Regions from separate parts of the Hordeum vulgare genome. Here region 2 is linked to region 1. The links are chromatin contacts, called in public Hi-C maps. All regions are on one chromosome and are shown on one strand. The core of a region is the stretch at or near the end of the contact, and the rest is flanking DNA. Distances in the headings are between cores, read along the strand shown.

Region 1 (5,154 bases), core at 227-2,726:
GAAATGAATAAAGAAGTAAGTGGTGAAACACACAAAAAAAGTACACCACGGTAAGTTGCACAATCCAAAGCTTTCATGTAGCATAGCAATAAAATATGCACTACTCGCTCCTTACGCATAGGTTCATTGATGTGTTACTTGGTTGTAATATGTACCCCTAATAGGTTCATTGATCATATCTTAAATTTCAGAGGGTGGTAAAATTCAACCATCATCCGCACACAATCCAAAAATTACAAATCCTAAGGGTAAGAACACATTGCTTGACAAGCTCAGATCACCACCGACTCAAACACCTATGAAAAGAAGAATCCGCTCGAACCCTCTCTTTCCATGATCAGCAATTCTCCAAAACACTCAAATCTACTACTCCTACATGAATACAGAGGGATACTTATGCTCTTTCTTCTGTAACTAAACAGCAGAGGAGTGTGGAGCAACAAAAAAAGAGGAGCAGGATAAGTGACACACAACCAAAGAGGATTGACGTAATTACTCAAACTGAATTGTACAAAAATAAACAGTCGTTTGAATAGCAAAAAAATCTGGCAAAACAAGTGTTGAACACCAAGTTGTTATGAATAAGGAACATAGTACATTCGTTCAATAATGAAGATGGCAATCCTGTCCTGCTTCCCAAAGTAACTGGGGCTTCCCCCGCAAAAAAAAGAGTAGTAATAACCCCCAAAGAGAAGACCTAAACGCGTCATTTAACTGGGGCTCCCCCAATCCAAAGCACACGCAGGAGAAAAGCTTCTTACGGGATACGCCGACTTGGATTCCTGGACGAGCGAGCGGAGGCGGGCAACGAGGTGGTCGACCGCCTCGGCCCGCCGCATGAGCATGGCGACGACGAGGAAGCGGGCGATGAAGCGCAGCTCCTTGTAGCGGATCAGGAGGCCCTGGTGCTTGGCGCCGCCCCCGGCGGCCGCGGAGGCGTTGGCGTTGGCGGGGGCGGGGGCGGCGAAGTAGCCGCGGCTGTAGATTGCCTCGTAGAAGACGTATGCGCCGACGAGCGAGCGCGGCTCGGCGGTGCGGAGGTAGCGCGCGTAGTAGAGCTGGCCGATCCGCGAGGCGACCTCGCCGATCTCCCAGCGGCGGAGGCCCGCGGCGACGAGGTCCCGGCGGCGGTCCTGCTGCAGACGCCAGAGGCGCGTGTAGGCCTTGAAGGCCTTCCGGCTGTGGTGGTCCCCGCCGCCGTAGAGCGGCAGGTCGCGCGCGCGCGCGAACTTGCGGTCCGCCGCCTCCACCAGCGCCTTGAACTCCCTGTACGCGCCGGAGGGCTCGCCGTCGGCCATCGCCGGCGGCCTGGGCGCGGGAGGCGATGGCTCGCTCGGCCCCTCCCTGTCTGTCTGTCTGTCCGTCCCTCCCTCTCTCCCCGCTGTCCTTTGGATTCGGGCGGCGAACGGGCGGAGGACGCGGTGAGATGGCGACGGTGCGGAGAGAGGGGAAAGAGAGTGATAAAAGGGGCAGTTCGTTCGAGAAGAGGTAAAAAACAGTGGAGTAGTGCACGGGGGTGGCGGTGAGCTGTTATTTTTTACTGCGCGGAAACGCTGTCATCTGGGGCGCTAATTGGGCTCTGATGGGTCAATCATCCGAGCTCTTTGTTTATCTGTCACTCTACAGTACAAGTGTACGACTGTAGGCCCATTTTCATCGAGCAAGTGAAGTCAGTGCGTGGAATCCATGTCACCACCGATGGGAAAGTACCGGCGGTTGACCGGAGTGAAAGCCAAAAGGATACGCACTGACAGGCAGAAAATGCAGCAGATTTGGACCGGAGAATTGACCCTGCGACTCGTTCTGTCAGACATATGTTTAGTCTGTTCGCGTCGATTCGGTATGGATCTCCATCCGAGGGCTAGCGACAAGGATGATCCATGGCAGGGCGTGGAATTCAGTTGTGAACCCACCGATGATGCCTCCTCGCTCGGTCTCGGGTGGACTGTGAGTCTGCGACTCGCTCAACGTACGCGCTAGTTTGACGTTGGTAGTTTCATAATTTTATGATTTTATCAAGATTTCTGCACTACTTACTATTCCCTTGCATTGCATTGCAGTGCAGTGCTGGTGGAGGTGGCTGGGCAGGTATTTCTTGTTTCTTCTTTATTTATGTCTCGTCAGAGTTTGGTGAAGGAAGGCTCCTCTTCATTTGCCCTTTAACTCGCAGTCAGCGGCGGATATTCAGAGTTTCCTCTAACCACCACAGCTGCATCGCATTTGCTACTAATATAATAACATTCCGCAATTAACAAAGGGAGAGAATCGGAGGATATACACCTGCCCTGCTGCCTCCTGACTAATCCAGTACACTTTATTAAGAAAATCCAAAGGAGCCTAGCTAAACTTTTGAGTAAACCCTCTGTAATAATCGACTAAAGTACGTAGTAGGAATCATCAGCCCGGGCGAGAATTCTCTGGGCAGTAAAAAGAACGGAGCGGGCATCCTCCCTCTGCCTCTTTGGTCGGTGGGTGCAGCCTTGCAGGTGGCTGGCTGCCCGTGCAATCATTCGGCACCCAGCCCAGCCGCGCCCAAATCTTTGGCTCGCTCGCTTGGAACAGGCTGGCGTGGCGCCGCGGTGCTGGACGCCGGGGTCATTAACAAATCGGTTTAGGCTGGGAATCTCTGAGAGGGCTTTAAAAGGCTGCTGCGACGTGGAGATCTGGCCAGAATTAGCTTAGCTGACCGGCGGCTGCTTTACGGCAACGATTCCCTCAACTCCCGGTTAACTTTACTTGCCTGGGTTTTCTGGTCCCGTGCGCCGCGACCGGTAATTAGTCTAGAAGTATCATCCATATGATACGTCCTGTTTGAATCCTAGGTTTAGAGTTAGAGTGGGTTAAATTTGAATCGAATCATCTAACCCTCAAAGATCCAAACAGATGGGTTAGAATTGGTTAGATGCATCTAACCCATCCAAAAACTCCAAGCCATTCAAGAGGTGCTTTTTTGGGTTAGAGTAGGTGGGGTCCAGAAAAAGAGAGAGGTCCAAAATAGCCAAATGATTGAGAAAGAGCATTTATTATCCATCTAACCCTCCCATCCAAACACCTTTAGAGTTAGAGTTAGTTCAGATTAGTTCAAGGGTTAGAATCTAACTCTAACTCTAACCAGGTTAGAGTATCCAAACAGGGCCTTAATATCATATCCGTAATGTATAGTATCATATGTTTATATTATAAAATATTCCATCCGTTTCTAAATATAAGTCTTTCTAAAGGTTCAACTAATGAACTACATACAGATGTATATAGACATACTCACTGGCGGAGCCAGGAATTTTGTTTAGCCTGGGCAAACTTGAGCCTCCCTATCTGATCTCAGAGCATCTCCAACAGACGCGCGAAAAGGGCACGCGCGCGGTAAACCGTCATTTTAGCGCAAGCGGGACGGAATGGCGCGCTCCAGCGGCGGCAGGAAAACAGCGCGCGCGGTAAGCGGTTGCGCGCGCGCGCGAAAAGGCGGCAGCTCGCGCGCCTATAAAACCGCAGCTCTGCCGCTCCCTCGCGCCGCCACCGCTCCACTCTCTCTCCCTCTACCTCTCGCGCCGCCGCCGTTCCAGCGCGCCGCCACCGCTGCAGCGCCCCCACTCCCGACGCGCCATCATGCCGCCGCGCCGTCGTTCTGCGTCGGGTTACCGCGCCGTCCACGAGTGCCCCAACGGCGGGTTCTACGCCGAGATACGCTCCGGCGATCTCCGGCTTAGCCTTGGCACGTACGACACGACGCACGAGGCCGCCCGCGCGTTCGACGCGGCGGCGTGGCGCCTAGGCAGGCCGCGCCGCCAAATGAACTTCCAGGACATCTACACGCTCCAGCAGGCGTTAGACGTCGCTCCGCCGCCTCGTGTAAACTCCGCACAAGACCGTGCGGAGCACACTGCGGGTCATGGCGGAGTGGCACCGGCGCAACCCGAAGGACGTCGCCTACGAGCAAGATTATTGGGCAAGGCACCGCGAGGAGGACACGCGCCGGCGCCGCGAGGAGCGGTTGGACCGGCGTCGACGGAAGGCATTGGCGAGTGCGCAGGCCGACATCGTCAATGCAGGCGGGAGCTCCTTCTTCACTGAAGAAGACGAGCATTGGTTCGACATCTGGCTGTCAACCTCTGACGACACCAACGACGATGATGATGGTGCAGATGATTGGAGCGACTGGGATTAAGTTTTTATGTTTTCGAACTATCTAGCACCGAATTATCTATCTATGTTTTCGAACTACCTATCAAGTTGCAATCTATGTAAAATAACTTTGTATGCTTTTTATTTTAATGCAATCTATTTATTAAAAAATGGTTTGCCCGTGCTGCATTTTTGGGCACTGCTGGAGCGGCGCGCACGCGCTGCATTATAGAGCGGCTGCTGGAGCCAGCGCCTAACCCCGCGCTAGCGCGCGGCAAACACATTTTTTGGGCGCGGCGCGAAGCGCGGCTGTTGGAGATGCTCTCAAAATCATAACGGTAATGGTAGTTAGCGAAAGTTTGTTGTAGGGGGATGACAAGTAAACCATCTTTGCTGACAATTTTAGTTGCAAAACGAGAACAAACGACGACAGTTTTTACACGAAAATTGCCTTCTCGGAGAAAAACGGCCATGTCGCCTAAAAAAACTGACATCTCTTCCCTCTTCCTCTCAACTAAAACTGCCAGGTGAATGCTCGCAAATGCAACCCTCCCGATAAATGTTCACCTGTTATGGGCTTCAAATTATAATTGGGTGTTTGGATATATAACATATAAAATAGTCTCAAACTTTTGAACCACGATCCTATATTAATAATGAAGTAAAAAATATAAATACAAACATAATTTAAAGTGAACTAATATATTATTTTCGCCCCGAATTACTTGTTGCGGAAATGGAGCATTCATTTCCGCGACAAGTAATTCGGGATGGAAGGAGTATATAACATATCAATATATTGGAACCTTCAATACATATGCTCGCCTTACTTGGTTTTGAATATCAGGACGATACTCAGGAATTTGTTTTTTTCTTTTTCATATCACACTCAATATCATTTGGATTAAATTCATCGGCATTTTTATGTGGTTGCACCGTTGCGGTGGCTCTACTTCTATTTCTGTTGTTCATCATTCACATTTTCGTTGGTTGCTCTATAGATAAAAAATAAAAACACATGTAAAATTTAGT
Region 2 (5,556 bases), core at 1,178-3,677, 580 kb before region 1:
TTATTTAAGGCACTACAGGTCGACAGCTACTCTACCAATTCAATTAGCACGCTATCTTATGAGCAACTTCAACAAGAAAATATAGCATCAAATGCAATACACAATATGACATTACAATTTTCAAAAGAGGTAACTGACAAGTTCCAGTGAACCGTTAATTGTAGAATAAAGAACTTGAGGCAGATCATTGAAGCAGCAAGTTGATTGGTAACCAATTCATGATGGATTTCACTTGATTCGGTCAATCATACATAAAACAATTTGGATTTCACAACATTTAAGGGACAAGCATGATCTCAATAGAGCATGATACATCACTTTGTGCAAAAGAAAGTTGTGAAGATATATTCGTTTGTATGAAACACCAGTTTAACAAGTAGTCAAGTACACACACCCTATACTACACACTATTGGCAAGGTTCATTCAAAATAAACAGCATGCACTACAAGGTCGGTTTACCTCTCAAGTGCCTGGTTTCTCCTCAGTTGCATCCGAGAAAAGTTCAAATGCCATGCAAGATTGCCAGGGTACCAAGGCAAAGGCCGAATAGCCTCTTTTTCATGGTCATCACTGACCTGTACATGACAAAAGTATTATGAAATAGAAAATATTAAGGTCATACCTTAAATGCATGCATAAGGTTTTTAGAAATTACCTCAGTCTCTAACGACTTCCTGAAGTCATTTTCTAATTGTGAACAAATGTCTTTAAAAAACTGACAGCTGGGAAGCAAATAAAAATCCTTTAGCTTGATACAATAGAAGAACCAAACCTTAAACAAAAGTAAAAAGGAGCCCTAATACAAAGAGTGCCTTTTTGCTCTAACTATTAGGTGGGTGTTTATATTCTTTAAAAGTAAACACACATGAGAAGGTGACAGATGTGTTCATATTTAAGTGTCTGGTGAACAAAAGCAAGTAACCAGCAGGCAAACCAGAACAGAAAGCATATCATCCTTTGCTGTCAACAAAACGAGTGTATACCTCCATGATTTCAAGTCCAAAATTTTGCCCACAAAACACAACAGCTATAGATTGGAAAAGAGTGAGAGCAACAGCCAGAATGCCAGATATGCTTACAAACTAAATAACACCAATTTATTGAAAATATTCATGAAAACTCCTCTTGAAAAGAGTAGCATAGATTTCCCAAATAAAGTGCTTGTTTGGATGAGGAGGCAGATCAACATGTGATTCTCGAGAAGTTAGCGGATCTTTCACTTAGTTGATCACAGTTAACAGCCAGTAACTGGACTTTCATCTAGAACATAAACGTGCCAAGAAGTTTCTATTTCAGTAAAGGTAATAAGGACTGACAAAGAGATTCGCGCTCAAATACAGTATTACTGGTACTGTCGCAACTATCAAGAATCTGGCATGTTGGTCCATCTTGATACACACTAACTGTTACGTGGGGGAACTAATATGCAAGGAAGGGGCGACTGCCAGCTGCTGCATCCATCTCAGAGTTGGAAAGGCAGAGGGCAATACCATAGTTGCTCTCTGCTGGAGAGAGTAAAATTAGGAAAGTCTTAGTTCAAAAAGTTTAGTAGGCTTGATTATTGAGTCAGTATCCAATTGCGCTCAGTCCAGGTCATGCATACAAATGTCAGCACGCTTACGTTTCAGAAAAAAAGCAAAGTTACCTCGCATTAATCCTAAAAGCGGCTGGCAATGGCTTCCGGAGCATGCTCATGAAGGCATCCCACTCTTCCTCAGGAACAATTTGCTGCCCCTGCAAGGCATACACAGATTCACATTCAATAGGATTCTAACAGAGGCCACATCAACAGTTTCTAAGTGATGCTGCATCCAGTTGAAAGACTTCAGCTACAAGGCGCTCCGACAGAAGCAAAGACAGCGGAGGGCAGATATGCTGCTATTAGCAGCAAGGCGGTCCAGAGACCAGTACTCAATACGGCAATCATCAATCCATAAACCTGCGCCTTACAAATAATCTTATATTGACTCATCCGCCACTAATCAACAAATCGTCGCGCTCTAGAACGAAAGACGCGTGAAAATCACAGGGCTGGCACTGCTCCATGTTAATGCCATCGAGCCAAAAATGTCGAAAAGGGGAGCTACGCGTGATCTGAACCAGGCGTCTGCACCTTGTAGTAAGCCTCGAAGGCCAGGTTCTCCGTGGCGAAGGGCTGCCAGCCGTTGCCCTCGCCTCCTTCGCCGGCGGAGGCGGGAGGGCGCCTGGGGTTGTCCTTCCAGACGTTCTCGCGCTCCTGCTTGAAGTGACGACGCTGCGAGCGCCCGCGCTTCCTGCCGCCCCCCATCTCTCCCTCTAGCGCGCGCTCCGCAGCTGCGGCGACCCGTCAGAGGCGGCGCGGAGGGAGTTGGCGGTGGCGGTGGCGGTGGCAGGAGTTGGAGCGCCTGCAGGTTTGTTGGTGATGTTTAGGGAGTGGCGGCGACGGAGGTGGGAAGAAAGGCGAGGAGGTCGCGATGGGTGGGGAACGTCAGGCGGGCTCCGGTTGGGCTCATTGCGAATCGGAGAAGCGCGAACTAGTAGTGTATGGGCTGAAATTCACACGAGAAGCCTAATGGGCTTAGCAGTTTGTAGACGTGTGGGCCGGCACCTATGGGCACACCTCCATGACTGTGGAGGAGATAGATGGGCTCGGACGCTGCTGTACGTACACAAAGCCATTGTGTCTCAAAAAAAACATGCACACAGCCATTCCTCTTGTTTTTCTCAAAAAAAAAAAAAAATCATTCCTATTGTGCTCTTCCCTGCAGATCGTTCTCTCCTCCCAAATCCCTCGCCGGAGCGCAGCATCCTCGCCGTCGTGACCTTCCACAAAGATGAAGCGGTAGGGATAACGGGGTGGGGGGTTGGGTATCCCCGGAGGGATGGCTCGGGAGGTGGACCACACGGACAGGTTCATAAAGGGGAATTGTGCATCTCACCCAATAGGCATCATATTGCCATGCTTGTGTTTCTTTGGTTTATGATATTTGTATCATATCTCGTGCATGTCTCAGTTTGTGTTTATTTGTGTTACTCCCTCCGTCTAATAATAACAACCTTTTTTAGAAAAGGAGGATTACTCCTCGCGTGTGCATCTAGATGATGCATGCGGTCATTTTATTAATTATTCACAAAGGTCTTATAAGTAGTACATCAGTTTGTCTGAAATCATCATCTTAGCAACAATTATCGCTTCTCCTAACCACTTGATGAAGGGGTGCCGATAGTCCGAGCCTAATACGAAACATACATCACACAAAAGCCTAACATCTAAAGCCGGAGGCCCCAACCGAGCCACATGTTGGGTTTGTGGTACAAACCGATCCAACGCACTCTCATGTGTCGTCGATGCCGTCTTCCACCAATCCATCTTTAGAGTAGAAACTAACACACTGACATTGCCAGACCTCTCTGCCATTGACGCCACCATGACGTCAGAGAGCGTCCTCCTCCTGCGTGAGTCCATCTTCGCGCATCGGACAACGAGTCTCCACTGCCCCACGCGACCGAGATGCATCACCATCAATGAGTAAGATGAAGCATCGCTCCACCAAAGAAGCCGTCCACTGGTCCCTCGAGCCCGTGTACACCTCCAAAAATGACGCCCCCAAGGAGGAAACGACACCAGAGCGCCGCCGTCATCCGATCTACTGATCAAGGGTTTCCCCCAGAGGTAGCGGATAGAGGTCTTGAGTTTCTCCACGGCGATGCCCTCAAGAAGGTAACGACACAAAACAGTGTCGCCGTCGCCGGTCTTAGCAACAAACCGAGAGCGAGGTTTTCACTCAAATCCACTCGACGAACCTCCTGTCGTGGAAATAAGCCTGACAGTAGACGAGTAGGGTATGAAAGTAGAGGGCAGAGTCCTAGCTACGGCAAGGTTGTACGAGTTCAGGCCCCTCTGCGGTGGAGATAATAGCCCTACGTCTTAGTGCCCTCGAGCTTTTGTGTCGAGTGGGATACAGGTGTTACAGAATGCGAACCCTTGTGCCAGAGGGGAGGGGTCCCTTATATAGAGTGTGCGGCCCCTCATAAGTGCCAAGCCTTCAAGGGTGCAATAAGTGAGATTAAATGCATACGCATAAATGAAAATAACTACAGTGGTCTAACGTATGACCGTTAGCCTCCCTGAGGTGGCTTCTGGCCTTCTATGTCGACTGGCTTCTGGTCTTCACCGAGTGGAATCCAGTCGTCGAGTATAAGATAATTTTTCGAGTGGTTTTATACCGAGTGGGCAAGAGGTTGTCTTAATCCAGTCGGTAGGTATCTTGTGACCTTCAAGCTAATAATGAGGTGCCCTTGGGTAGGACTTATAGGTCAGGCCTATGACCCTACTCTAGGGCTATAACCCCATCATTATCCCCCGAATGGATCGAGGTTCGAGTGGTGAAGGTGTAGCTGCAAATCTTGATATAGCAGACCGAATTTGAATGCTCTCCAAAGTTTTGCTGAATTGGATGTCGATCGAAATCTTCATCATTCGCCTTGATCGATTCTGCTTGGTCCAAAGTATCTAAGTGACTTTGAGGATCCGAGTGAACTAGCGAATCGGCGCATCTGACGGGATCTTTTGATGTGACCAGTCACCCTGTCAGCCCCGGATTTTTCGGGATTTGAAAACTTCGGTTGCCGCGCGCAACGTTGCGATGACGTCATCACCATCAAGTGGATCGCGTCGCCTCGATTCTTGCGCCTCTATCTCCGCCACGTATCTCGCGGTGGCCATCAAAGGGATAAGCTGAGGGTGCACTTGCCAGAGACCCAGTCGGTTGGTTATAAAAGACGTCGGCGCTAAGGTTTGGAACGGCACCAACTCTTTCTTCTCCTCTGATCTTCCTTCTCCTTAGCCACCAGCCCAGCTCTCAGCAACCAATCTCCCTGCCGTAGCCGTGATGAAGGGGCAAACCGGCAAGCTAGAGAAGGCGAAGAAGAAGGGCGGCTCCAAGCCTAGGAAGCGGGCTCTGCCGCCGGGCTGGATCCAGGGGGATTTCCTCCGATCCACTATGCGGAAGGAGGACCTCCTCGAACTCGTCGAGCACGGCATGCTGGCGGACAAATCTTGGAGGCTTCCTGGCGATGAAGTCAAGCCTGAGCCGCGCGATGAAGTCCTCCTTCTGACCCACGTCGAAAGAGGTTTATCTCTGCTGCCTCATCCTTTTATTCGGGGGTTCTTGAACTTCTTCGGGGCGCAGTTACATCATTTCCCTCCGAATGCCATTGCCCACCTTTCTGCCTTTGTAACTTTATGCGAGTGTTTCTTGGGGTGTCCTCCTCACTGGGGACTCTTTAAATCTATCTTCATTGTGCATTCTTAGTCGGTAAAGAAGGTCAATCCGACTGATGACAAGACCCATATCATCTAGTTGTGTGGGGGCTTAGGACTTCAAAAGAGAGCCAAAAGTAGTTATCCTGTCATGACCTTTCCCGAGTCGGTTCGCAACTGGCAAGCCACTTGGTTTTACTGTAATTTTGTCGCTTGCCCGAATATGTCGAGTGGACTCCCTCCCTTTACTTTAGAGCGACCGAGTGCTCTGAGGACGTTAGTGTCGATGAAGGAGGAGAAAGCCCAGGTGGAG

Evidence for each region. Hi-C and Micro-C count contacts between places; a contact is called where the count stands out from the background.
Region 2: a contact with region 1 is called in a Hi-C map of leaf, with 4 times the contacts expected there. The contact joins the promoter of LOC123399035 here to the promoter of LOC123398995 in region 1. A contact is called at or near these places in 2 of 6 Hi-C or Micro-C datasets (leaf and seedling).

Annotation. Positions count from the first base shown.
Region 1 is chr5H:468,967,320-468,972,473 of MorexV3_pseudomolecules_assembly, reverse strand. It overlaps LOC123398995 (protein SCAI), which reads right to left and starts at 1,476. Exons shown (of 9, transcript XM_045093431.1): 1 at 762-1,476. The coding sequence starts at 1,298.
Region 2 is chr5H:469,548,061-469,553,616 of MorexV3_pseudomolecules_assembly, reverse strand. LOC123399035 (RNA cytosine C(5)-methyltransferase NSUN2) reads right to left here and starts at 2,427. Exons shown (of 15, transcript XM_045093465.1): 1 at 2,115-2,427; 2 at 1,647-1,735; 3 at 657-723; 4 at 461-576. The coding sequence starts at 2,288.